Regions from separate parts of the Urocitellus parryii genome. Here region 2 is linked to region 1. The links are chromatin contacts, called in public Hi-C maps. All regions are on one chromosome and are shown on one strand. Each heading gives the region's core, a stretch centred on a gene start, on an enhancer-like site or on the middle of the called end of the contact. The rest is flanking DNA. Distances are from core to core; before and after follow the strand shown. Region 1 holds the start of Kcnip2 (potassium voltage-gated channel interacting protein 2). Region 2 holds the start of Hps6 (HPS6 biogenesis of lysosomal organelles complex 2 subunit 3).

What was found. A called contact is a pair of places that touch in the nucleus more often than the background predicts.
Region 2: a contact with region 1 is called in a Hi-C map of liver, with 4 times the contacts expected there. The contact joins the promoter of Hps6 here to the promoter of Kcnip2 in region 1. A contact is called at or near these places in 2 of 2 Hi-C or Micro-C datasets (liver and muscle).

What each region holds. Positions count from the first base shown.
Region 1 is chr5:185,650,234-185,655,207 of mUroPar1.hap1, reverse strand. Kcnip2 (potassium voltage-gated channel interacting protein 2) reads left to right here and starts at 2,396. Exons shown (of 10, transcript XM_026407877.2): 1 at 2,396-2,714. The coding sequence starts at 2,642. Armh3 (armadillo like helical domain containing 3) reads left to right here. Exons shown (of 27, transcript XM_077798357.1): 27 at 1-262.
Region 2 is chr5:185,848,421-185,853,394 of mUroPar1.hap1, reverse strand. Hps6 (HPS6 biogenesis of lysosomal organelles complex 2 subunit 3) reads right to left here and starts at 2,544. Exons shown (of 1, transcript XM_026407934.2): 1 at 1-2,544. The coding sequence starts at 2,414.

The DNA of each region.
Region 1 (4,974 bases), core at 1,147-3,646:
CCACATGTTCCACCCCCTCACCCTGCTGTTGTTTACATCCAGCCTGCTTAAGAATTTCCTCTGGGGAGGAATCTGTTCCTGCTATGGTCTGGTGCCTGGGGGGGAGAGAACCTGCTGGGAGCAGGGTGTCCTCCATCTGAAAAAGGCCAGGTGAGCATTATGTATAGGGCCTTCATCCTATCTACCCATATTCTGGGTGGGACCATGGGCAAATCTCCTGATCTTCGGGAAGTCAGTCTGTGGTTCCTCCTTTGTATAGCCTCCACAGGACCATTGTAGGTTTGTTTTTTGTGTTTTTTTTTTTTTTTTTTTTTTTAAACTCCACAGCTACCTCCAAAATAGCTGCTGCTATAAGACTCTCCCTTTCTAAAGCCCTTAGGATGGCAAGGAGCAAGCAGGCACAGAAATAATTGGATAAAGTGCAGAAATCCAGCTGTGAGAACAGGTGTGAGACCTCCCTAGCTGTTATCCATTTAGCCCTGTATCTCTTTGGTATACTTGCCCTCTCTGGGAACCAGAGTTGTGGCTCCAACTTTGAGCAGATAAGCATTAGTTTCAGAGAATCCATCAACAAACTCCCATGCCTAGATGTATGATCTAAAGAGATCATGGACTGGGTCTTCTCTGATCACTGATCACTGTATGGATAGCTCAGCCTGTGACATTAGTATTTTCCAAGGTGATAAACCCCAGAACAGCTGGATCTGGAGCTGGTGGCAAATTGAAGTTATTAAAAATTGATCTGTGTGGGACAATCTTCTTAGTGTCCCCCACCCCCATAATCTATGTGGCCCAGACTCAATTCTCAGAGACAGAGTTAAGGTGATCTCCCAGGTATTGGTCCCATCTGGCTAGGAGACCCCTGCCTGTCCTTAACAGACTCTCCTCCTGAGTGTCATGGCATTAGTAGAGGACAGTTGAGCTCAGACACTTGTAGCCTCCCTTGCTTTCTGGATGGAAGAAGGCAGAATACAATTCCCTTATCTCCAAACTTCATGGTGTTGAGGTCAGCAAGTCCTTTGGGCTCCTTCTGGATTCCTGCCAGCATTTTGTATAAAGTGAAGAAAGGCAGGTCTAGGACATGGGTCACTAAGCAGAGGACTCCTTGCCTTCCCTTGATACAGTCCATCTCTTGACCTTGTTTCTTCACATACACCTATTCCAAGAACTCCAAACAGGAGTTCCCATTCTCTCCCAGAAATCAACCTCAAAAAGAGTTGCCCATGCCCAGCCTCTGTGCCAGGTATTTGGAGGCTTCTGCAGAGTCAGAAGAGAGCCAGGAGCAGGGTATTGCTCCCAAAAGACAATTCCTGCTGGGTTGATTGAAACAAGTGGTTGGAAATTAAATCCTGTTGAAGAGATTAAATGTGCTGAGGTCACTTTAGCTGAAGCTTTTGTTCTCAGCAGGCCACTTCTCAAGACCCACCAAACACCATCCACCCATTCTTATGGCAGGGTTTGGGGGCAGAGACTGTGTTCTTGGCTAGGAGCCCAGGAAGTATCCTGGGGGCAATTCAGACACATTGAGACTAAGGGAGCCCAGCTCTGTGCTGTCCCTGCTTTCAGAAAAGGAGCTAATCTTAAGTGGAGAGGGCTTCATAAAGGGGCATTACTTGTCCACTCTGTCCTCACCCAGATCCCCAAACCCTTCACTACCTCCCTAAATCTGCTGGAAAACAAGGAATCTAAGATAGGGTAGATGACAAAAGAGAAGGGCAGAAAAGTTGAAAGGAAAAAAAACAAAAGAGCAAGGAAGTCTTGAGAAACTGACCTGGTTCACTGTTTTTCTTATCTTCTTGGGCCGAGGGGGTCATTATTAGATCAGGGAAGAAGGCCCACTGGGAATGGATGATATCCAGACAGGGGGCCCTAAGTGAGAGTGGCATCCTGCTGGAACTTGAGGCAACAAAAAATTGTCCACAGCGCCTGTATCCGAGAACGGGTGGACTTTTCTCTGCATTCTCTTCCCACTTGAAGCAGAGAGAAGCAGGGTGGAGACGGGGGACTGGCTGGAACTGGCAGGAGGAACAAACAAAATAGGGGCTGACGTGGAGAACCCAGAGGCATAACCCAGGCTCTGACTCCACCAGACAGTGCTGATGGTAGGGGAAGAGGGTGTCTGAAAATTGTGGGCAAGGTTTCCTCACAGTGGGCTCTCTGGCCCCGCTCTCTTGCACCCCAACATCGGTGGCTTGAGGTTGAGAGGTGGTGTTGCTGGGAGATGGTCTCCCTCCCTGCACTTTGCAGTTCACCCTTTCACCGGAGCCGCCTCCGAGCTGAAGAGGGTGGGGGGCGGAGGTAGGGGGAGCCAATCCCAGCAGCGCCAAAGAGGGGAGGCGGCAATGACAGCCGCGGGGAGGGGGCGGGAGGAGAGAGGCGGATCGCTCCTGTTCAGAGCTCAGCTCCACTCTGCCTCTGGCTCTGCGCTCATTTGCCGCCCAAGCCTCCTGCTCCTGCCCCGGGACCCCCTAGTTTGGGCCTAGAAACCCTCTGGTCCCCAGACTAGCCCCCCAACCTTTGGCTCTCCCGGTCCCCAGCCCCAACGGTGCCCTAGGCCGCCAGGGGGCGCCGTGTGAGCGCCCTATCCCGGCCACCCGGCGCCCCCTCCCACAGCCCAAGCGGGAGTGGGGCGCCGGGGGCCATGCGGGGCCAGGGCCGCAAGGAGAGTTTGTCCGATTCCCGCGATCTGGACGGCTCTTACGACCAGCTCACGGGTGAGTCAGTGGCGCAGGGGTCACGGGAGGGAGGGTGGATTCCATCCCCCCAGATCCTTCCACCTCTCCTACCCTGACTTGCTCCATACCTGCTCTCTATCCCATTCCCAGGCACTCTCCCAGCTGGTCTAGGCAACTGGATAGTGGGGTTCAAAGCCTTGAGTTCCATAGGGGTGGAGGGGCAAGTGGGGCAGGTGTGGAGAGGCAGCAGGTGTGGGCGTGTGTGACACAGGGCTGGGAGTGTGTCTGGAGTGGGAGGTGTTACGTGAGTGAGCGCTTATCATTCCTATGTGTGTCTGCTTTATGTATGTGTGTGTACCTCCCACAGCTGGTTGCCATGTGCCTTGGGCTTGGTGACAACCAGGGTGAGTGTGAGTGCATGTGGCAGTGCAATTTATGATCTTGTCTGATGTTTGAATGAGGCTATGTGGGACCCTGGTTGTACTTAATTTGTTTTGACCATGTGTCTTTGTTGTATGTGCAACTACAGGCTTTGAGTGTATGATTCTGTGTGAGGTGACATGTGACAACCAGAATGTATTAGGGCTTCATTTACCGTGGTATGTCTCTTTATAAGACTATGGACTGTGAACCTCCTGGAATGAACAGTTGTTAAAGTGGGTTGTTGTATATTTTGTGATTGTGAGATTATGTGGATTATTTTAAAATTTGGTGCTGATTGTGTACTTTCATGTGTGATGGCTGCTGTGGAGCTCTCTGAATGTCCATGCCGTTCCTTATCCTGCTGCCTCTCTGGCTTCCTGTAGCAGAAGGGAGTCTTTAGTGCACCTCACTGCTTCCCCAAGTTTCCTGCAAATAGCCCAGGTGGACCCAAGGAGAGATTCTAGTGTGCAGCTGCCCACACTCACACCCAGGTGTACCCTATGTTTCTAGCACCTGGCATCTATAGGGAGGCTTTGGTTAGTGCTGGATCAGCCCCCTCCCGCCATTACTCAGATCACTCTTACAAATGAAAATCCCATAATCCCCAACAGCCCTTTGAGAAATTCACCAGAACCCCAGAGAAAACACATCCTCTTGCCTCCTTCCAGAACCAGGGATAGAAACTCTAGGCCTGGGAAGTGCTACATGTCCCCTCTTACATCCGTCAAAACCATTCTGCTGCCCAGACTTCTCTTTCTCATTTTGGGGAGTAATGTGAGACCAGGACATCTGGGCTTGTATGCATTCCTATGTTTGGTAGGTAGATCCATGTGCTTGTGTAGGTGACTGTGTCACCTTGTGTACGTTTCCATATATGTGTGTTTCTCTCATTGTGCAGCCTGTTTAAGAACTCCAACTGAGAATGGGAGGAGGGAGGCTGTTCCTTCTGAGCAGGGAATTAGGGGGAAGCCATGATCTTTGTCCTTCCTTATGAGCTCAGATTAAGACCTTTGAATAGGAGGGAGGGAACTAGGATGTAATACCTTAAGGATAAGTGTCTCCTCTGCTCTTTGTCCCTGGGGAGGACCTAGTTGTAATATCAAAACATCACAGAAGGGGCATCCTTCACTTAGGCCCTAGAGTCGGACAATGACACATGTGCCTCTCCCAGATGTGCTTCAGATTTGGATGGCTCTGAAAGTTCAGCTATCCAGTTTTATTATGAACTCAGTTTCCACTGCCAGTTCAGGATCTTTGAGAATTGTAATGGCTCAAGACCCTCATTGACATTAGGGTTTGTTTCATGCCTTGATTTTCCACTTTGGGTGGAGGTGGGGTGGAGGTGGGGAAGCACTTGGATTTGAAGGTTCACTGCCTTAGTTAGCTCAGTGTTAGTCAGCTTTTGCATAGCTGTGACCAAAACACCTGACAAAAACAACTCAGGGAGGAAAAGTTTATTTAGGGCTCACAGTTTCAGAGGTCTCAGTCCATAAACAGCTGACTCCATTCCTCTGGGCTTAAGGTTAGCAGCACATCATGGAGGGAAGAGCCCAGCTGAGGAAAATAGATCAGTTTATGGTAGGGCGAGGAAGCAGAGAGGGGGAAAGGGCTGCAGACAAGATGTGCCCTTTCAGGGGACACCCCCAGTCACTCATCTTCAGGCATGCCCCAGTAGTCAGTCCATTCAAACTAGCATGGACTGAGTAGGTTACAGTCCTCATATAATTTAATCATTTCACCTCTGAAAATTCCTGCATTAAGAGGAGTCTGGGGGGGATACCTCATATCCAAACCATAACAGTCTGTCAGGAATGGAAATGTACTATGTGACTTTCGCTCTCTGGCCCTCACTTTTCTCACCTGTACAGTAGGAATA
Region 2 (4,974 bases), core at 1,295-3,794, 200 kb before region 1:
TGATTTCCCGTGTCAGTCACACAGAGGCCCTGTCCAGATGTTGCCCACACTTCCAGTCCTGGGTGATCTGATACCTGAAGGGTAGACATAGGTCCCCGAGGTGGGGTCGGGGGTGGAGTGCCTGGGTCCCATAGGATGTCCTCATAAAGGCTTAGAACTGGGCCTGAGGGCCGTCCTTGAGCTCCAGTCTGCTCCAGCAGGGCTTTGAGCAAACCCACTGTGAGAGGGGGTTCTGACCCAGGCTCAGGAAATGGGGTAGGAAGTCCCACTTCATCTGGGAGATGTGTCTGCAGTAGAAGTAGGAGCTCATCTGGAGCTAGTTCTGGTGGGCACAGGCGGCAAAGGAGGGGGAGGTGAGCATCGAGCTGGCGGTGCTGGGCAAACTGGGCTAGAAGCAGTTTGAAGATCTCACTTCGAAGCAAGGGGCTGGAGGGGCCAAGGGCCAGGCCAGCCTCCAGAGCCCGCTCCCATTGCTCCTTTTGCACCAGCTGACTCACAGCTTGCAGCACAGCTTTGGGCCGCCCACTGCCCAAAAGCAGCTCCAGCTCCAGTGTCTCAGGCCTGCTCCCCTCCTCACCTATCACTGCCAGGGCTCGGCGATACAAAGGCAGCCCAGGGCCTCCAGCCCCCCACCCTGGCCCACCCTGCTGCTGTGCCAGTTCCACAAACGGGGGTAGCCATCGTGGCTCCAGCTGGCAAAGGCATTGGCAAAGGAGTTCAAAGGGGGGCAGTATCCCATTGGGTGTTTCCTTTCCAGCTGTTGTATCCCCTAGCACCTTCTTCCACACATCAGGGGGAGCTTGGGACCTCAGCCTGCCATTTCCATCTGGCTGGAGCTGCAGGGCCCGAAGAGTGGCACCCCAGGCTGCTGTAGGAAGGGCTTGGAAAATGGTGTTGAGCTGGACCAGCTGGTCTCCTGTTAACTCAGTCCTCAGCAGGCGTGCTACTTCGTGCTCTGCCAACTCAGTCCAGCCAGCCTCCTCATCATCCCCAGCCACCAGCTGGGTCTTGAGCTGCTCTAAACCCCTGTAATCCCTAAGCTCGGCCCTCAGTGTAGTCAACAGTGTAGATGGTGGCAGGTGGCCTTGGAGGATGGAGGCCAAGGCTTGAGGTGCTCGGAAGGTACTGTCCTGTCTCAGTTCCTCTGGGGTGAGCTGGGCACCCCGTAGGCTCCGCCGCTGGTAGTATATACAGGCCTCCTCAAATACCAGGTCCTTGGCTGAAGGCAGCTCAAGGCCCTGGGGGGCTTCCCAACCTACACAAAACAGACCCAAGGCTGAAAGCATGCGAAGACCTCCTCCAATATCCATCTCTTCCTCATCCTTCATGCCAGGGGCTGGAGGTTCCAGCAAATATACTCTGTCTGTACTTAGAACCTTCCTTTCCAGCAGCCGCCCACTGCTCATGTCCAGCAGTTCCAATGTGTTGCCCAGCACACAGGCCAGAGTGCCATGGAATATTCCCAGGGCTGCAGACCCCTCGGGGCCTACAGGTGCCTCCTGCAAGGTGCCCACAGCACGAGTACCACCGTGGGACTGCACTAAGCTCACAGTGCCCGCGAAATCAAGCAACAGAAGACCCTGAGGAGCTGGGGCCCAGGTATGTACAGCCAATGGCTTTCTGGGGGACAGCAACCCAGGAAGGCCCCGGAGCAGGGTCCTGAAGTCCCAGGTGTCCCCTTGTCTGGGATTCAGGGTTTTACTGTGGGAGAGGCCAAGGCATGGGGCAGACACTATCACTTTGCCCTTGCTTGGGCTCCAGATGAGCAGAATGTGGGCTACACCAGGCCAGGTGGTGGCAGTGGGCACTAGGAAGAGATCCTTGCGGGAGGCCAGCAGGCCAAAAGGAGGGCAGTGGTGCAGCAGGACGCGAGTGCGGCCCAGGTTTGTGCCTGCCTCCCCGCTGGGCTCCAGGGTCCTGACGCACACGCGATAGTTGAAAGCGACTGCAGGCCGCTCTACCGGGTCCTCAGTGCCAGACTGAAGCTCCTCGCACCACACCAGGCGGCCTCGGACAGCCGCCACGGCCACCACGCGGGCCTCACCGCCTGGACAGAGCTCGGTGCTCTGCAGCAGTCGCCAGCCAAGCTCCATCCCCGCTCCCCACACCTCGGTTATGCCACTTTCCCACACGAGAACCAGCGCCGGTCGCGCTGGCCAAGGCAGGAAGAAGGCGTCTAGCGGTGAAGGGTGGTCCTCAGGCCAGGCCCGCTCCAGTTCAGCCCCGGATCCGCGTACGGCGACCAGCAGTTGCGGGGTTGGCGCCCCCGGGGGTCGCAGCAGCAGCAGGTGGCGGCCGTCTGGGCTGCAGCGGACTCGGACAGCTGGGTCCCCAGCTAGCAACTCCCGGAGCCGGGCCGCGCCGCTGAAGTTGCTAAGGTCCAAGAGCAGGCGCAGAGTCCCCGCACGCTTCATCGTGCCGCCCGCGCCGTAGCACGTTAGGCCCGGCCACCCGGTGGAGCGAGGCCCGGCTCTCGGTGCGCGGTCCTCCGGGAAGTCGAGAGCCGCACTGAGACTTCCGTCCCGCGTGGATGAGGTGGGCCGAGGACAGGCCTGAGTGTAGACTCCACCCCGCCCCGCTAGGGGAGCTTCGGCTTGGCTCTAGTGCACGCCCGGCTGGCGCGACCCGCCCGCAGGGGGAGGAGCCTCCGCAGCTCCCAAAGGTTTCAACCTCTGACTTCTCAGGCCAGCTTCCCCTAGCCGCAGTGTAGCTCAGTCTAGTCCTGATTTGGGCTCCACTGAGCCCCTAAAAGCGTCCATCTCCTAAGGCTTTTCTTTTCTAAGCTTCGTTCTTTGAGTCCAGTTTACTCATTTATATTCATTCATATTCTCTCTCTCTCTCTCTCTCTCTCTCTCTCTTCCCGGTACTAGGCATTGAGCCCACAGCCTCACAGAGTCTGGGCAAGCACTCTATATCACTGAGCTACATCCCCAACTACTCATTTATTTTTGAAAGTTTTATTGAGCACCTAATTTATGGCAGGCTTTGAGTAGTAGACCCTGAACAAAATAGAAAAACTTCAACCTCACCTGTAATCCTCAGCGGCTCAGGAGGCTAAGGCAGGAGGATCACAAGTTCAAAGCCAGCCTGAGCAATTTAGTGAGGCCCTAAGCAACTTAGTGAGACCCTATCTCAAAATGAAAAATAAAAAGGGCTGGGGATATGGCTAAATGGCTAAGTGCCTCTGGGTTCAATCCCTGGTACCAAACAAAAAACTTCAACCTCATGGAGATTGATAATCTAGTGGAAAATAATAATAGTTAAATGTTTCCATAGTAGACATCATGGGACAGACCTGCTCCCATCCCTGGTTTTTGCAGATAAGGAAAATGAAGCACAGGGGCTGGGGATGTGGCTCAAGCGGTAGTGCGCTCGCCTGGCATGCGTGCGGCCCGGGTTCGATCCTCAGCACCACATACAAACAAAGATATTGTGTCCGCCAATAACTAAAAAAAATAAATAAATATTAAAAAATTAAAAAAAAAATCAAATGAAGCACAGAGGTTAAGTAACTTTGATTAAGATTATATAGGTATTAGGCTGGGGATATAGCTTAGTTAGTAGAGTGCTTGTTTCATATGCACAAGGCCCTGGGTTCAATCCCTAGCTACCCAACCCCTCCCCCAAAAAAAAATTACACAGGTATTAAGCAGTGGAGGTGGGATTTCAACCACAGGCATTCTGGCTCCAGAGTCAGTGTGCCAAGCCATTTTACTCTATCACTCAAAACCAGGAGTTTGCTAAGAAAACAACAACAACAACAACATTTAGAGGCAGAGTCTTTTTGTCATCTCTTCAGCAACACCTACAAATTTAGATTTTTAAATTCTTTTTTTTTTTTTAAAGAATTTTTTTAATATTTATTTTTTAGTTCTCGGCAGACACAACATCTTTGTTGGTATGTGGTGCTGAGGATCGAACCCGGGCCGCACGCATGCCAGGCGAGCGCGCTACCGCTTGAGCCACATCCCCAGCCCCCAGATTTTTAAATTCTTATATATTTTTTGGGGGGGGGCTGGGGATGTGGCTGGGGATGTAGCGCGCTCGCCTGGAGTGCGTGCGGCCCGGGTTCGATCCTCAGCACCACATACAAACAATGATGTTGTGTCCGCTGAGAACTAAGAAAAAAATAAATAAATATTAAAAAAAAAAATTCTTATATATTTTTTTCAGTATTGGGGATTGAACCCAGGAACACTCTACTGAGTTACATTCCCAAACCCACCTTTTGAGACAAAGTCTTGCCCAGGCTGGCCTAGGACTTACAATCCTCCTGTCTCAGCCTCCCCAGTTGCTGGGTCTACAGGCTTGTGCCAGTGTGCCCTGCTTGACAACCTCCTTATTGAAAGTTTCTCCTGTGGGTTCCACTGCACATCTTTTACCTCTAGGTTTCTTCCTTTTTTTATATTGCACTATCTTTTTTTTTTTTTTTTTTTTGTACCAGGGATTGAATTCAGGGGTACTTGACCACTGAACCACGTCCCCAGCCCTACTTTGTATTTTATTTAGAGACAGGGTCTCACTGTGTTGCTTAGCACCTCACTTTTGCTGAGGCTGGTTTTGAATCCTTTATCCTCCTGCCTCAGCCTCCTGAGTTACTGCGATTACAGGTGTGTGCCACCACATTAAACGTTAGCACTCCTCTTTCCATTCCCCAATAACATTTTGATCTGTCTCTCTATCCTCTTTCCTTCCTTATGGCTTCATCCATTCCATGGAAGCCAACGACTCCAAAATATTTATCTATAGCACAGATATCTGTTGAGTTCCAATAAAGGGTATCTAAACGTCTACTAAATATTTCTTCTTGGATGTCTCACACTTTAATCTCAACATATCCTAAACATCATCTTCTGTCCCAAATTACTCCTCCTCCAGTTGCTTCTAGTTGCCATAGGATTTATTTCATTTTGTACCCTATCTTCATTTTTAGAGTAGAGTCTGGCAGAAAAACCTCAACTGATGTTTGCTGAA